Linked DNA regions of Mus musculus: region 1 is linked to region 2. A link is a contact called in public promoter capture Hi-C data. All regions are on one chromosome and are shown on one strand. Each heading gives the region's core, a stretch centred on a gene start, on an enhancer-like site or on the middle of the called end of the contact. The rest is flanking DNA. Distances are from core to core; before and after follow the strand shown. Region 1 holds the start of L3mbtl3 (L3MBTL3 histone methyl-lysine binding protein). Region 2 holds the start of Mtrf1l (mitochondrial translational release factor 1-like).

Evidence for each region. Promoter capture Hi-C pulls out the DNA fragments that hold promoters and counts their contacts.
Region 1: a promoter capture Hi-C map of pre-B cells shows a contact between it and region 2. The contact joins the promoter of L3mbtl3 here to the promoter of Mtrf1l in region 2. A contact is called at or near these places in 1 of 39 promoter capture datasets (pre-B cells) and 1 of 484 Hi-C or Micro-C datasets (CD4 T cells).

The regions. Positions count from the first base shown.
Region 1 is chr10:26,370,608-26,377,105 of GRCm38.p6, forward strand. It overlaps L3mbtl3 (L3MBTL3 histone methyl-lysine binding protein), which reads right to left and starts at 3,465. Exons shown (of 22, transcript NM_001359254.1): 1 at 3,094-3,465.
Region 2 is chr10:5,821,744-5,829,190 of GRCm38.p6, forward strand. It overlaps Mtrf1l (mitochondrial translational release factor 1-like), which reads right to left and starts at 2,200. Exons shown (of 7, transcript NM_175374.3): 1 at 1,783-2,200. The coding sequence starts at 2,020. It overlaps Rgs17 (regulator of G-protein signaling 17), which reads right to left. Exons shown (of 5, transcript NM_019958.4): 5 at 3,920-7,447.

The DNA.
Region 1 (6,498 bases), core at 2,215-4,714, about 21 Mb after region 2:
GGAACAGAAAGCACTATGTAGATATTCTATCCCAGCAGTTGGCTTCCCTCATCAGCGACTGGCCTTGATCCTAAAGGAAGGTCCTGGATTATTTGTTGGGAGTAAACCAGTACCCTCCAGGATAACCAAAAAGAACTTATTAGACAACATTTCTATATTCCCATAGAAATGTTTTCAAAAATTCCTAAGTCTATGCTACATCCCTAAGACATGGTCTCTGGCAGAAGAAGGGCTTCTTCATAGGAGTCACTTAAATGTTAATTACATGTTAATTAACCCCCCCCCCCCCAAACTGTCATAAATTTTAGCTACAAAATTGTAGCTCAGGCTGCAAAGGCATTTAAAGCTCCTGTCTCTTCCCTACCATTGTATATCCACCTATAGAAGGTATTAATTGATTCACTACTGCTTTGTTCTGGATTCCCCACTTTTTCAATCGATCAATCAATTGTTTTCAGTAGAAAAAAAAAAAAAAAAAGGAACTGAACCGCCAGTAAGAATTCAGTAATGAGCCGGGCGTGGTGGTGCATGCCTTTAATCCCAGCACTCGGGAGGCAGAGGCAGGCGGATTGCTGAGTTTGAGGCCAGCCTGGTCTACAAAGTGGGTTCCAGGACAGCCATGGCTACACACACACACACACACACACACACACACAAAACCAAAAACAAAAAAAAGAATACAGTAATGGTTGAGTGGTAGTGGCACACACCTTTAATCCCAGAATGCCTGAGGCAGAGGTGGGTGCATCTCTGTGAGTTGGAGGCCAACTTGGCCTACAGGGAGAGTTTTAGGACAACCAGGACTACACAGAGAAACCCTTCATTACCCGTCTCCTCCCCCAAAATCTAGTAACAAGGAACTGGGAGAAGGCAAAGTCAATAAAGAGACAGCCAAGAAAGCACAAAGACCCGAGTTCAGATTCCCCAGCACTTCCCTAAATCCCTAAATCCCGGAGCGCTCTCCTCTGTAACCTGAGCACTGGAGGGAGGGCCTGCAGCTCACTGGCCAGCCAGTCTAGCCAATCAGTGAGCCAGGTTTGGAGAGAGGGAGGGGGGAAAAAAGGATGACTGGGAGCAGAGCAGGAAAGCTTGTAACTGTAACAACTCAAGCTGGTCTCTGGCCTCCCATGCAACCATACCAAAGGCACACATACGCTACGGGACACTCCTTTTTGCCCAATGCTTCTTTCACCTTTTCAAGCACGCCTACTGTCTACTTGTTCAAACATTCAAAGCAGTTCCCACAAACTTAAGTTTTGTTGTTGTTTTCCTTTCTACTAACCCTGTCACACACTCTCTTTAATTTCCAGCTGCACTGGAAACCAAGTGTCCAGTGAAAGACATCTGTCTGGTGACCTTCAGAACTGCTGTGTACCCCCAAGACTTCTTTTAAGGATCTAGCATTGATTATATTGGAGGAAAAGGAAAACAAACAAACAAACAAACAAACACCCTCAAAGCACTCTCATAAAGCCCTCGCATCCATAATATACAATTCAAACTCAACACCCATCACACCACACTGCACTGTGTATTCAAATTAACTAGGTACATGTAAGGTGAAATTAATTTTAATCACTCACATCATTCCCGTACTCTAAACCACATAATAAAAATTCCCATTGTAAATAAGACTGTTACCCAAGCACCAGGAGGGAAATACAAATTCAACTCCAGCCTGAGCTACATAGATGGATGGACCCTGTCTCTTTCACTGTGACGGACAGGTGGTAATTACAAGAATGATTCTATACAACCTTAATCCCTCCTGTTTTTATCCTTAAAATTCAATGTTTTTTTTTTAAATACAGAATACACACTGGGAAATAGTTATGTAACCCATGCATATATAAAGTGGTTTAAATCGTAAATTATACAAAGTATACTGAAATAAATGTTTTTACTCAGTGAATCAAAATTACACCGTTACGAGAAGATACTATGTATTTTATGAGTATATATTATGTAAGTTTATACGTAAATTGTTGAATAATTTGTTAGCCTGAGATTATATGCATCAGAGACACATACAAAATGATCAGTTCATATAAAAGCTAATTTCAGGTTTGTTTTTTTTTCAGTTTTTTGCAAAGTGCTAAGCACAGGTTTCATTTTGACTTTTCCTTAACATTCCGAATTAAGCTACCTGCTATGAGTCGTAAGAGGGGAAATAAAAAAAAAAAAAAACGGAGGTACAGATGATGGTAAACAGAAGACAAACTTTCTTATCTAGGGAGTGTCAATCTCAAATCTCAGAATAAAAAGCTTTGGTTTTCTTACTGTATGCAAGAAAGGATGGAAATCACAGGGTCCGCAAGCTTAGACGTCATTGTTCTCTGATTTACAAAACTTCTATTTCGGACTAGCATCCTTTCTCACATCTGGCTGCAACTCAGGTCTTCTAATTACTTCCACGTCTAAACGGACTGCATGTAGCTACAAGTAAAGGCCAAACTTTGGTCTTGTCTCTCGAACTTAAGATGCGTTTAACCACTAGAGGTCCCCCCTTGGCCAGTTTTGCAGGCTCACTATTTTGCTGCACTTGAAACTTTCCGGCTCTCTACTCGAGTCAGTGTTTTTCTAAAAACTTGCGCAAAAATCCACGCAACCGAGGTAGCCAGTACAGAGCTTCCCGGGCTCCCCACACCAATAAAGGCATCATAACCAACCACCTACGAAAATTGAAATGAAAATTCAACTCACTCATCCCAGGCGACGCACCTCCCCCCCCCCCCCACACACACACACACTCAAACCGGTTTCTTATTTCTCGTCTCAGTTTCCCTTAACTTAGAACAATTCTTTAACATCTATTTTTGTTCCTGGGCACTTTGGATGATCTTAAATGCATGCTTTTGGCGGTAGCCCCAAGGTGGCAAAGGAGCGGGCCAAGGGATGCAGAAGGCGGGGGGGATGGGCCCAGCAAACTGCGCCCGAGAAAGTTGCATAAGGAAAGAGACTCCGTTTTTCGGGTCCCCCCCCCCTAAAAAAACAAAAAAAAGAAGAAAAATAAATCAGCGGGGAAAGGAGAGGAAAAGGAAGCTGGGCGGTGGCTGCAGGAGGACAGAGAAGGAAAAACCAAAGCGAGTTTACCTTCGTGTCCCCGTGGAAGGGTGGGGCAAGAGCCCTGACCCACGCGACCCGGCAGTGCGGCTGGATCTCCCACCCGTTTGGTCGGAGCGCGGACGGACAGACAGACACCACGGCCGGACGCGAAGAAAGCCGCCACGCTGGTCAACTTTCTCTCACGGCCCCGCGGTGGGCCGTGATCGGATCAGATCCGATCGTGAGGTTCGGGTCCTAGAAACCCCCACACACATGCACTTTTTTGCCTTTTGGATTTTTTTTTCCTTTTCTCTTTTTCCCTTTTTCTATTCTCCCAAGAAGGCGATTAAAGTTTTCCCTCCGCCAGTGCGCCCCTGGCCCCGCCGCTCTCAAGTTTGCCTCCTCCTCCGGCCGGCGGCTGGCTGGCTGGCGGGGCGCGCGGCGGATGCCTCCGCTCCTGCGCTTCCCGATCCCCACCCCCGCCGGCCTCTACTTCCCCCGCCCCGCCGCCGCTGCGCGAGGCCGGCCCCGCCGGGCCCAGGACGCGAGCGTGGACCAGACAGTAGCCCATGAGCGCAGATCGGCGCACGCACGGGTGGCGAGGCGGACCCCGGCCGCCGGCCTCGGCCACCCGGGGCGGCGGTAAACAAGTTGCAGGCTCCACGGCCCCCGCCGCAGCCCGCCACCGCCTCGCCTCGCCTCGCTCGCACGCCCGCGCCCGCACCGGCGGCGCTGCGCGGAGAAGATCGCCGCGACGGTGCGGGTGCCCGGCCCGGCCCCGCGTCCTCCACCCCGCGGGGACGGCAGTGTCGAGCCCGCGCCGCCGCGTTCCCTAAAAGCACTTTCCTGCTTCCAGCAGGAGGAAAAAAAAAAAAAAAATCCAGCGGAGGCTTTATTTCTTTCTTCTTCTTCTTCTTCTTTTTTTTTTTCCGTGCAACTTTCCCAAAATGGCGGAAATTGGAGGCGATCTCTAGGAAATTCTCCCACAGTCGGCGGCGGGGAGCGGGGAGGTGGCGAGCGGGGAGAGCACACACGCAAACTCTCGGCCGCCGGCCCCGCCGCGGCTCGGGTGTGCGTGCGGGTGCGGGTGCGTGTGCGCGGTGCGAGTCGCGGAGGGAGGCCTCTCGGCGCGCGCTCACACTCACACCGACACACACTCACCGACACATACACAGACACACACAGCCACAGAGACACACACTCACACACACATACACACACACACACATACACACTCACACACATACACACACACACACACACACACACACACACACACACACGGCCGCGCCAGCGAGACGCGCCTCTGCCACATTCAACCAGTCGGTTCTCCGCAGCCGAGCTGGCTGGCGAGCAAAGTGGCCCGGCCTCTTTTCCCACTGCCTCGGTCTCCCGTACTTGGACTTGTCGCGCTCGCCCGCCCGCCCGCTCGCTCGCCCGCCCGCCCGCTCGCTCACCCGGTGCGCGCTCGGCACAAAGGCCACACGGGCGGAGGGGGCCGCAGGGGCGGCGCGCCGGGGCTCGCGTCCTCCCGCCGCCGCACCGATCGTGCCCGCGGTCCCCTCCCGAAGCCGCCCCCTCCCCCCCTTAGGCTCAGGCCGACCGCGCTCGGCGCCCCCGGGGAGGCTGCGGCTCCGCCGCGTTTCCCCCCCACCGCCGCCCCGGACTCGCAGCCCCGCGGTGCCGCGCTCCCCCCCCCCCCCCCAGCGCCGCCACCCAGCACCCGGTGTCAAAAAAGCGACCAAAGTGACAAGCTCCGGGCGGGGGGAGGGGGCCCACACGCATCCCGCTGCCTGCGCGCGGGCGACGGCCGAACGCGGCCGCCTTGGCCCGCTCCCTTCCGCACGGCCCCCCACACCCTTCCCCGTGTGCGCGCAAAGGAGGAAAAAATACAAGTCTCTCCTCCCCCCATTTTTTCCTTTCTCTTTTCTCGCTCTTTTGTTCCTCTTTCGCACTCGCACTCACTACTTCAGAGTGAGATGCCCACAGACTCCCCCTCCAGCCGCTTCCGAGTCACTTGCCCACTTTTTTTCCCCGGGATTAAGTTTTCTCCTCTTTCCCAGAGGCGCAGAGAAGTGGGGGAGAAACCCCTTCTTTCCTTCCCCTCCCCTGATCTCTTTCCCAAGACGAGGGTGCGCTTCCTTCCCTCTCTAGGTCTCAGAACTTTCATCCTCACCCAGAAAAAAATCAATGAATGGCTCTGGCGCAGGCTGATCTGCAGATTAATTAGAGATTAGATCTGATCAAGCGCTCCTTACCCCCAAATTTTCTCTCTTTTTTTTTTCTCCGTCTCACGAGTAGTCCTGACAAATGGTCCAGGGCTGCGGGCGCAGTGCGCATGTGCGCGTAGAGTCAGGGCTGGGGAGAGGGGAAACTGCGCTGGTGCCGGTGCCGCCGCCGCCGCCGCTGCCGAGGAGGCTCGCACTGCCTTCCCTCTGACTGCTGCTGCGCCTTCGCCGCTGGAAAGCCGCGATTGAGCGGCTCGGCCGCCTCGGCCGCCCGCACACAACTGCTTCAGGTGCATCTCTCCGCGATCCTTGTCGCTGCTCCGAGCTGCTTCAAAGAACGGCCCAAACAAATGTGAAAGACCGAGAAGGTTATAGATTTCTTTGTCTGCTTTTGCACTTTACTTTTTTTCTACAGCAATTTGCAGAGCAGCGAATCCACCATGTGCTGCTTAAACGTGTGCATTCAGCCATTAAAGAGTGGGCCCTGGACTTACACCACTGCTACCAGGGGCTAGATCCATGCCACAGGTCAAGAATAAAATGGGAAATAAAGTTCTTCGCTTGTACAGAGTTTCATTTGCCCTTTTCGGGACTGGAAGAATGCATAATAAAGTCTGAAACTTGCGCGTTCTTTCCGCATCCTAAATGAGATTTGTATTGACAGCTTCTGTGGGTTAGGCCTCTGTTGTAAGGGATGCTGGGAGTTCTACCTCAACTTAGAAATCCCTGGTAGAGTGCCTAGGCAATAAGAGAGGACTGCCCGCTTAATGTACTCAGTCAAGATGGCTGAGCTGCTTAAATAGCAAACCCTGCCTTTGTCAGTTCGTCAAATCTGAATCAAGCCATTATTGTATTTGATATTGGCAGTTTTCTGTTTACGGACTGCAAGCTGACTTCGGGGGAGTTTACAGTTCCTCTTTTCTACAAGGTTCAGGGGAGGGAGGGGGCAGACAAGATAATTCAAAGTAATTAAACTTGTGATAAATACTTCAGGCCAACAGGAGAGTTTGCTGTGAAAGGAAAAAAGCACTAACGCAAGCCCTGCACTTCTTCGAAAGGGAAAGCAGTGGGGAAGTAAAGGAGGATCCGCCCCCAGCCTGGACTGTTTGCTTTGCATCTAATAAAGGGTACAGGGGCCTTTCCCTGCTACTGTTGCCTGAGGCCTAGGACTTAAATATATATCACAGATGGAAATTCCATATTAAAAAGCCTTCCTCCAAAATGT
Region 2 (7,447 bases), core at 950-3,449:
CTCCCCTTCCCCCAGATATACTGCACTATGTACTCCTGCCTTGTTACTGTCTCTACATAGTTCCATCTGTAAGTACCTACTCTGATCTCTCTGACCATGCAGGCACAAGAGCTTTCTTCTATGTCAACAGTGAGCTTTCTCTTAACTAATGCCCTAGGTCTATAGAAACAATGCTAATCCTTCGTCTATCAGGTTGCCGTGGTTTGAATAGGAATGACTCCTATAGACGTGTGTGTGTGTGTGTGTGTGTGTGTGTGTGTGTGTGTGTGTATGCTTGGTCCATAGTAAGTGGAACTTTTGGGAGGTGTGGCCTTGGAAGAAGTAGGTCTCGGTGGGGGTGGTGGGCTTTGAGGTCTCAGATACTAAAACTATGCCCATGTGACACTCAGTCTCCTTCTGCTGCCTGTGAATCAGCTCCGTCTCCAGCACTGAGTCTGATGCATGCTGCCATGCTTCGCTTCTCCCCTTGAGGAGAATGGACTAAACCTCGGAATGTTTTCCTTGCTAACACAATGTTTCTCTTCTGTCACCATCTCCCATACCTATTCTACACTTCCACCATACAGGACTTCTCAAGCTGTACCTTCATCCATGTTGGTCACTTCTGCCTCCTAGCCCTTTCTCCGATCCCACCTAACCACCTCTTCCTTGACTTTAGCGATCCATTGTAAAGCTACTTTCTGCTTTTCAGCACTGCTTTTTATATTGAAATTAAAAGTCCTTACTCCTTATCTGTTTCCATTTTCGTGCATATGAGAGTACTCAAGCTTGCAGATGTGTGAGCACTCGTGAACGTGGAGCCAAGAGGTTGATCTCAGTAACCAACCTCAATCCCTCTTCCCACTTTCTTCGAGGCAGGGTCTCTGAATCAAGCCTTAAGTTCCCAAGTGTGTTCTACTCGGCAGACGTCTCTGGAGGCTTTAGGAACGCAGACACTTTGGAATCTCGAGGGAAACATGAATTTCCAGGTCTCGAGTTCTAACCATACAGTGCATCGCTCCTCTTGCACTGCAGTGTGCCAATGCCATACACTCACCTGCGGCTTTAGTTCCTCTGCTGGGACTAGCGAGTCTTTCCTGTGCAGCTGAGCTGCCAGTGTGAGACCCCAACTTACAGAGCATTTCTCCCTGGAAGGTAAAGAAAGCCCCTGGACGTTCCCCAAGCTTGCTTTCCCTGATCTCTAAAAATACAGCCAGAAAGAAGCTCTTTGTTCTCTATAGCCAGCAAAAAGCCTTTTTGTTTCTATACTTTACAACCAGAGATGCCTGCCTTCCTGTGCTGAGGACACGGAGATAAAAATTCAGAAAGAACTCACTACCCACTCCTGCCTTGTAAATTTCACCAAGGACACAGAAAAGAGAAGAACTCTCTTCCCAACTCCTCCCAACTCTTCCCAACTCTCCTCCCAACTCCTCCCAATTCCTCAGCTAGCTGTTAAAAGCCCCCTACTGCCACTGCTTGGGGTCGAACTCCCCTGCCCGGCACCGTCCTCAGCTAGCTGATAATAAAACCTCTTGCAGTTTGCATCAGGTGTGGTTTTCTCTCGGGTCACTGGGGTGCTGGCCAGCTCATCCCGGGACTTGAGCGGAGGCCTAGCTTCGGGGGTCTTACACCAGGAGGGGAGAGGAAGCAACCGAGAACCTTAGTGACTTCAGAGGACTAACTTGGCAGAGCACCTTGTCCAGGGACTGCTCTAGAGAGCCCAATGGAGGATTGTCAGAACCCTAGTGACAAGATCTGGAACGCAGATGGCTTCCGAACCCACTAGAGCGGGTGGCTTACCGTGCAGCAATGACTCCGTGTCCCGCAGCTCCCGCTCCTTCTCGCTCAGCAGTCGGGCGGCCGCGGCCAGCTGGGGGTACCCAGCGTCCAGACCACCGGCCTCCGAGCCCACGCGGCGCTCCAGGAAGGCCCGCAGGGGCCCGCCGCGGGCGAGGAGCTCCTCGGAAGGCGGCGGCGTGCGGCTGAAGGCGCGGCGGGCCCACAGGCGCCGGGCACCGCTCAGAAACCCGCTCCGCATCCTGGCTGGGCCGCCCACCTAGCAGAAAATATACAAACACTCTAGGAAGGTCTCCGATCCAGAAATGTTCTGCCGGAAATGTTACGAGAACTTCCGGCAAAGCGTAGTACAGCCTGGAGGTCCTCTAAAGTCAAAAGGCAAGCGGGCAGGGAGGTCTGGACGCGTTTGCCCCGCCTCCAACCCGAGCGCCGAAGTCTCCGCCCTACCCCAGGGGAGGGGCTCCGGATTCTCAGCTCCTCCTCCAAATGGGACAGGTCTGGGGCCTCAGCCCGCCCCCCTCAGGGCGGAGCTCCACCGTCTCAGCCCCGCCTCCACGGGGGCGTGGAAACCACCCACGCCTGACTCCCACTTCTAGTGGGCGAGCTCTGCTGCCTAGGCGTGACCTTGAGATAGCGAGTGCCTCCAATGCCTCAGCCCCGCCTTGAGACAGAACTTCACCTCCTCAGACCGGCCTCTAGGGAAGAGCTCCAATGCCTCAGCTCCGCTTCCTCGGCCCCGCCCTCCAAAGGAAACTCCAAAAGCGCGGCTCCGCCTCCTCAGCCCTGTTCTCTAGGGAAGGAGCTTTAACGCCTCAGTCCCGCCTTCTCGGGTCGGCTCCTGGAGGAAGCGCTTCCTCCGCCTCGTCTCTCAGGGTGGAGCTCCACCTAGTTCCGCCTACAGGCTGAACTCAGAAGCCTCACCTCCAGACCAACTCTGAAGCCTCGACTCCGCCCTCAGGCCGAGTTTGGCTGCTCCCCAAGACCTGTTCCCCAGCGAGCCAGGCTGGAGTGAACAGCAGGTGTCTGCAGTCTGAAGGTGAAGGTTTGCTTCTCAAGGCTGTGAGACTTAAGGATAGTCAAGCGACCAGCAGGCACAGAGTCCACAGCCACAGAAGTCATCTATCTCCAGTCTCTAAGGCTTAATTATAGGGTGGTCATCTGACATAGGTTCCTTTCAAGGACAGGCATATCCTACTAAACCTCCCAGGGACGCTACAAAATCTGTTTTCCTATCGTCACCCACCACACCAAGCACTAGGTTTCTCCGTTTCCTGCCTCACATTCTGATTCACTCAATCCGACTCTCCATTGCTCTCTCACTTTCTTGCTGTTGCTCCCTCCTCCTCCATATCCAAGTTAAAACTAACAAACTACAACACAATGAAGCATTTTAAAACTTTCCTCATTCTGCTCTGAAGTTGTAACTCTCGGGGAGTACTTGCTTACCTTGCTCAAGGCTGTCTGCAGCCCTGCAATTAAAAAAAGAAAGAGAGAAAAATCAAAGGCCTCCCTCTAGTGGACATCCACCCTCCTGACTACTAACTTATGTATTTGCAATTCAAAAGACTTAACCACTGCCTACCAGAGAAGTGGGTAACAGGATGTGAATAAACCAGACAAGCCACTCCTGAGGATGCAGAATTTGAAGCTTAGTCTACTTGCGAATTCTACTGGATTACTAGCTGTTTTTTGGACCATGGTGGTTCACTGCTGATCAAACTGTTCTCTGTTTAGAATCAAATGGGTACTCTTACCATTAACACTAATCAAAATTACTAATTTCAAGATTATATAAAATGAATTTTGCATCCTATCTAATCAATCCTTAGCATCACATACAAGGGCACTGGCATGAAGAAATGAAGCGGCTCTTCAAGTGATAGCAAGGAGCTCCAGCGCCTCAAATGTCCCTTCCCTTTTGGCACCCAGGTGACACGATATGCAAATGTTTAGCTATAAGATAGAGGTTGAGACCCGTTTTGTTTTGATTCTGACCCGAGTATAGAAAAGAATTGTGGTGTGTTTTCTATCTCTACCAGGAAAAGTTATTTCTAACCCTAAACTCATTTTGAAATAAATGGTGAGGTACTTTGATTTTAGTGTGAGAAATCCCTCCACTGCACTTTTAAGACACCAGCAATTTCAAGAACATATTTTATTTCTTATAAAAAGGTACTCTAATGTTACATAACAATGTGAAGACTCCACCCAGAAGTTGTTATACTCAGATAAGCATTACACCAATAAGCAAACAATAACTTGTCTAAGGATACATGGGAGAATTCTTTATTAGTTCAAAACATGTTAAGAAAATCAGGTAATGCATATGCATTTTACAGTAATACCCATAAATGCCACAATATAGTCAAATGAAAACACCTATTATTTGATTTCCTTTGAAAACTCAGACATATTTAGAGACTTCTGTATTTTCTTACAGTATTGTCATGCTCAAGTCTATTACATGGTAAAAACTGTAGCACTTTCAGGAAGTCTACTATTGTACATAGGGAAATGATGAAATCTGTTCAATGGAAGAAAAACCCAGACAAACTTGAGCTGCAAGGAAAAGAATCTGGAGTATCTATTCAACTATGAGTACCCACAGGTATTTTGGTATTATAAAATAGCCAAGCAGGGCTACTCTTATATTCATGTACTCGGAACCTTTTTGTGGTCCACTAATAAATATATTGATAGAATACAAAATATGGAAATAGATCACTAAATAGAATGAGCATGAAAGTAAGAAATTATACATGTTCAAAATGATGTATTTCACAGAATCAAATTCATTAAAATACTTTTTTTTAGTATTTTGCAAACTCTTTAAAAACACACACAAGAAACACTATGACAAACGGGTTAAAGCTTGAGGAACAACATCAAATTTTCTATACTTCAGCATTGTATACATTGCTCAGGGGATGGTATATAGGAAGGCATTAAACACGAGTAATAAATAACCTCTTGCTAAAATCTTCAAATCCAGCATGTGTGCAGGAACTAGATAAGTATGCAGGGTGCTTCAGGGAAGAGAGAACAGTTGCACTTTTATTAGGTAGATAGCCAAGCTAACACTGCTTCGGACTTATTTCACTTCTTAATCCATTGCATTTTCTTTATAGTATTTATTAGTAATCCTTTAATGGAGCCTAGTATTCATGCTAAGAAATTGGCCAGAGTTGTTTTTATGGGGGGTGGGGTTGGTTGTTTTTCTTGCTCAATGTAAATGCAGGGTCTAGTTCCCTCTAAGACACCTTTGCATGTGGATCACTTGGCAGCAGAGGCTGTACCCAACAGGCAATGCTTAAATCAGGTGACAGGGCGAACAGCAACAGCAATAGGAAGGAGGAGCCCAAAGCAAGAGTACTTACCCTAGTGGCAAGTAGATATCATGTAATAAGGTTGGCTATTCGGGGCTGGACAGGTGGCTCAACAGTTAAGAGAACCGAAGACCCTGATTCAGTACCCAGAACCCATATGGAGGCTTAAGACCATCTGTTGCTCCAATTCCAGAGGACTCTTCTGGCCTCAAGTGCTGCACACATGTGGTCACATACATACATGCAGACAAAGCACTCAATCACATAAAATAAAAACAAATATTTATGATAGAAAGAACAGAATAACATTATTCCTTTCAGAAACTAAAAACAAACAAACAAAAACAAAAAAAAAATCCCCACTCATATAAACAGGAGAAGTCTTGACAAACCCCACCCTGCAGAGCGATGCTCTGTAAAATAGACATCACTTCCACTCACAACTGTCAAGGTTTTGAAAAAACAAGACCATTTAGAGAGAGTCACAGCTGAAAGAAACACAAAGAGAGGAAACAACAGGAGGTCGTGTGGTTACAGGATGGGAAGGGCAGAGAAGGCAAGAGGTGAAGGATGATGATGGAGTGGAACACAGACTCGATGGGTCAATTTTAGTTATTATTTGGGAAAATTGCTTCCCAGACACATAGAACACATGAGGGCATTTACTGCCTCATCATTTTGCTATAAAGCTGAAAATATTCAAAAGTTTGGTGAAACTGTTAATGAACACTTAGCCACTTGTATTCATCTTTCTATTCATAGTTTCATGATAGAATCGACAAAGTCACACTAATATTGAAGGGATTATTTTCGAATCATGATTTATGACATTGCTTTCAGCTCTGTTGCCCACTGGCATACTTGGCATACTGGTAACTAACTTGATTCTATAGTATTCCCACCCACAGGGATGGTCATTTTATTGCCTATGTCTCCATCTTTGAGTGTGTATTTCTGTATGTGTGTGTGTGGTGTGTGTGGATGTTTCGATGTGTCTGTGTGTATGTGTGCTTGTGCATGTGTCTGTGGGCGGCATAACTGTATGTCTGTGTCTGTGTGTATATGTGTCTCTGTATGCATGTGTGTGTGTGTGTGTGTGTGTGTATGGTGTTTGTCCATACCTATGCACATTTTAAAGTTTCAAGTATGTTTAAAAAAAAATAAGCAAAGAAAGTAGAAGGCCCTGGGAAAGGCAGTGAGGAACAAATGAGAAGAAGATATCATGAGACACTGGTATGAAAATGTCATGATGAACCCTCTTTGTGTGCTAACCTAAACTTTCCAAGGAAACACGAGGAGAGAATACAGTGAAATGACACCAACTACAGACCTTCCAAAAAATGTTATTGTTACTAGGCTGAAGAACTCCGGTCAATTATTATATGCAACATTACTGTTCCCATGGACACCCCATAGTCAATATTTTAAGACAAAGAAACAGATTCAGATTCAGAAAGGTTACGTGACTTTCCCTACCACCTCTGGATAGAAATACAACTCGAAATCAGCTGTCATTTCAAAAGGAAATGTGCCCAAATCTTAGACAGTTTGTTTAATCATCGGTTTAAAGCTCACATATTTCTAACTGTTTAAAAAGCTGAAAATGCTGTGATAAAGGCACGAATCAATGGAAAACTTTGCAACAGAAGACATACGATATAAGACATGAGGAGGGGACTGAATTTCAGATTTCATGCACGACATTAAAATAGTACATGTGGCTATCATCACGAATACTTTAGGTCATGGCTTTTTCTCAACTTAGAGCTTTATGTCATGAGAATCAGAGTCCACAACCCCATTTGCCCAACGAAGGCTACACTCCATCTCCCTGTTTTCTACAGAATGATGGTCTGGTATAGTCTCTTCAATCAGTGGGAAAGAAAACATGTCCCTTATGGCTGCTTAGGACTTTATTTGTAAAAGAAATATTTTTTAACACCCACAGAAATCAAAGCCAGTGCTCCTCCATGCACTGTGTGCACTGCAAAGATGTTAAGACGATATTATAATCTTGCAGACATGTTCTGAAGGAAGGTTTGGTAGGTTTTAGTGGTAAATATTTGCAATTGTGGCAAGTGGAGAATTGCTAAGATTATTACACATGGTATGCTCCTTTCTAGGGACAGCATTTTATGATCATCAGAAATTTAAGAACAGAAAAGAGTACTCAAACAGACTTAAAAATAGATACTTTGGAGATTGGTCATTAACTGCCAATCTAAATAGATAGGTAACCCAATCTGTTGACCGTATTTCCTGTTTCAAAATAATATGTCAATATATAAAAGCTGAAAGTATTCAAAAATTCATGTTATGTCGGGTTCTAGGTGTATCTTCTA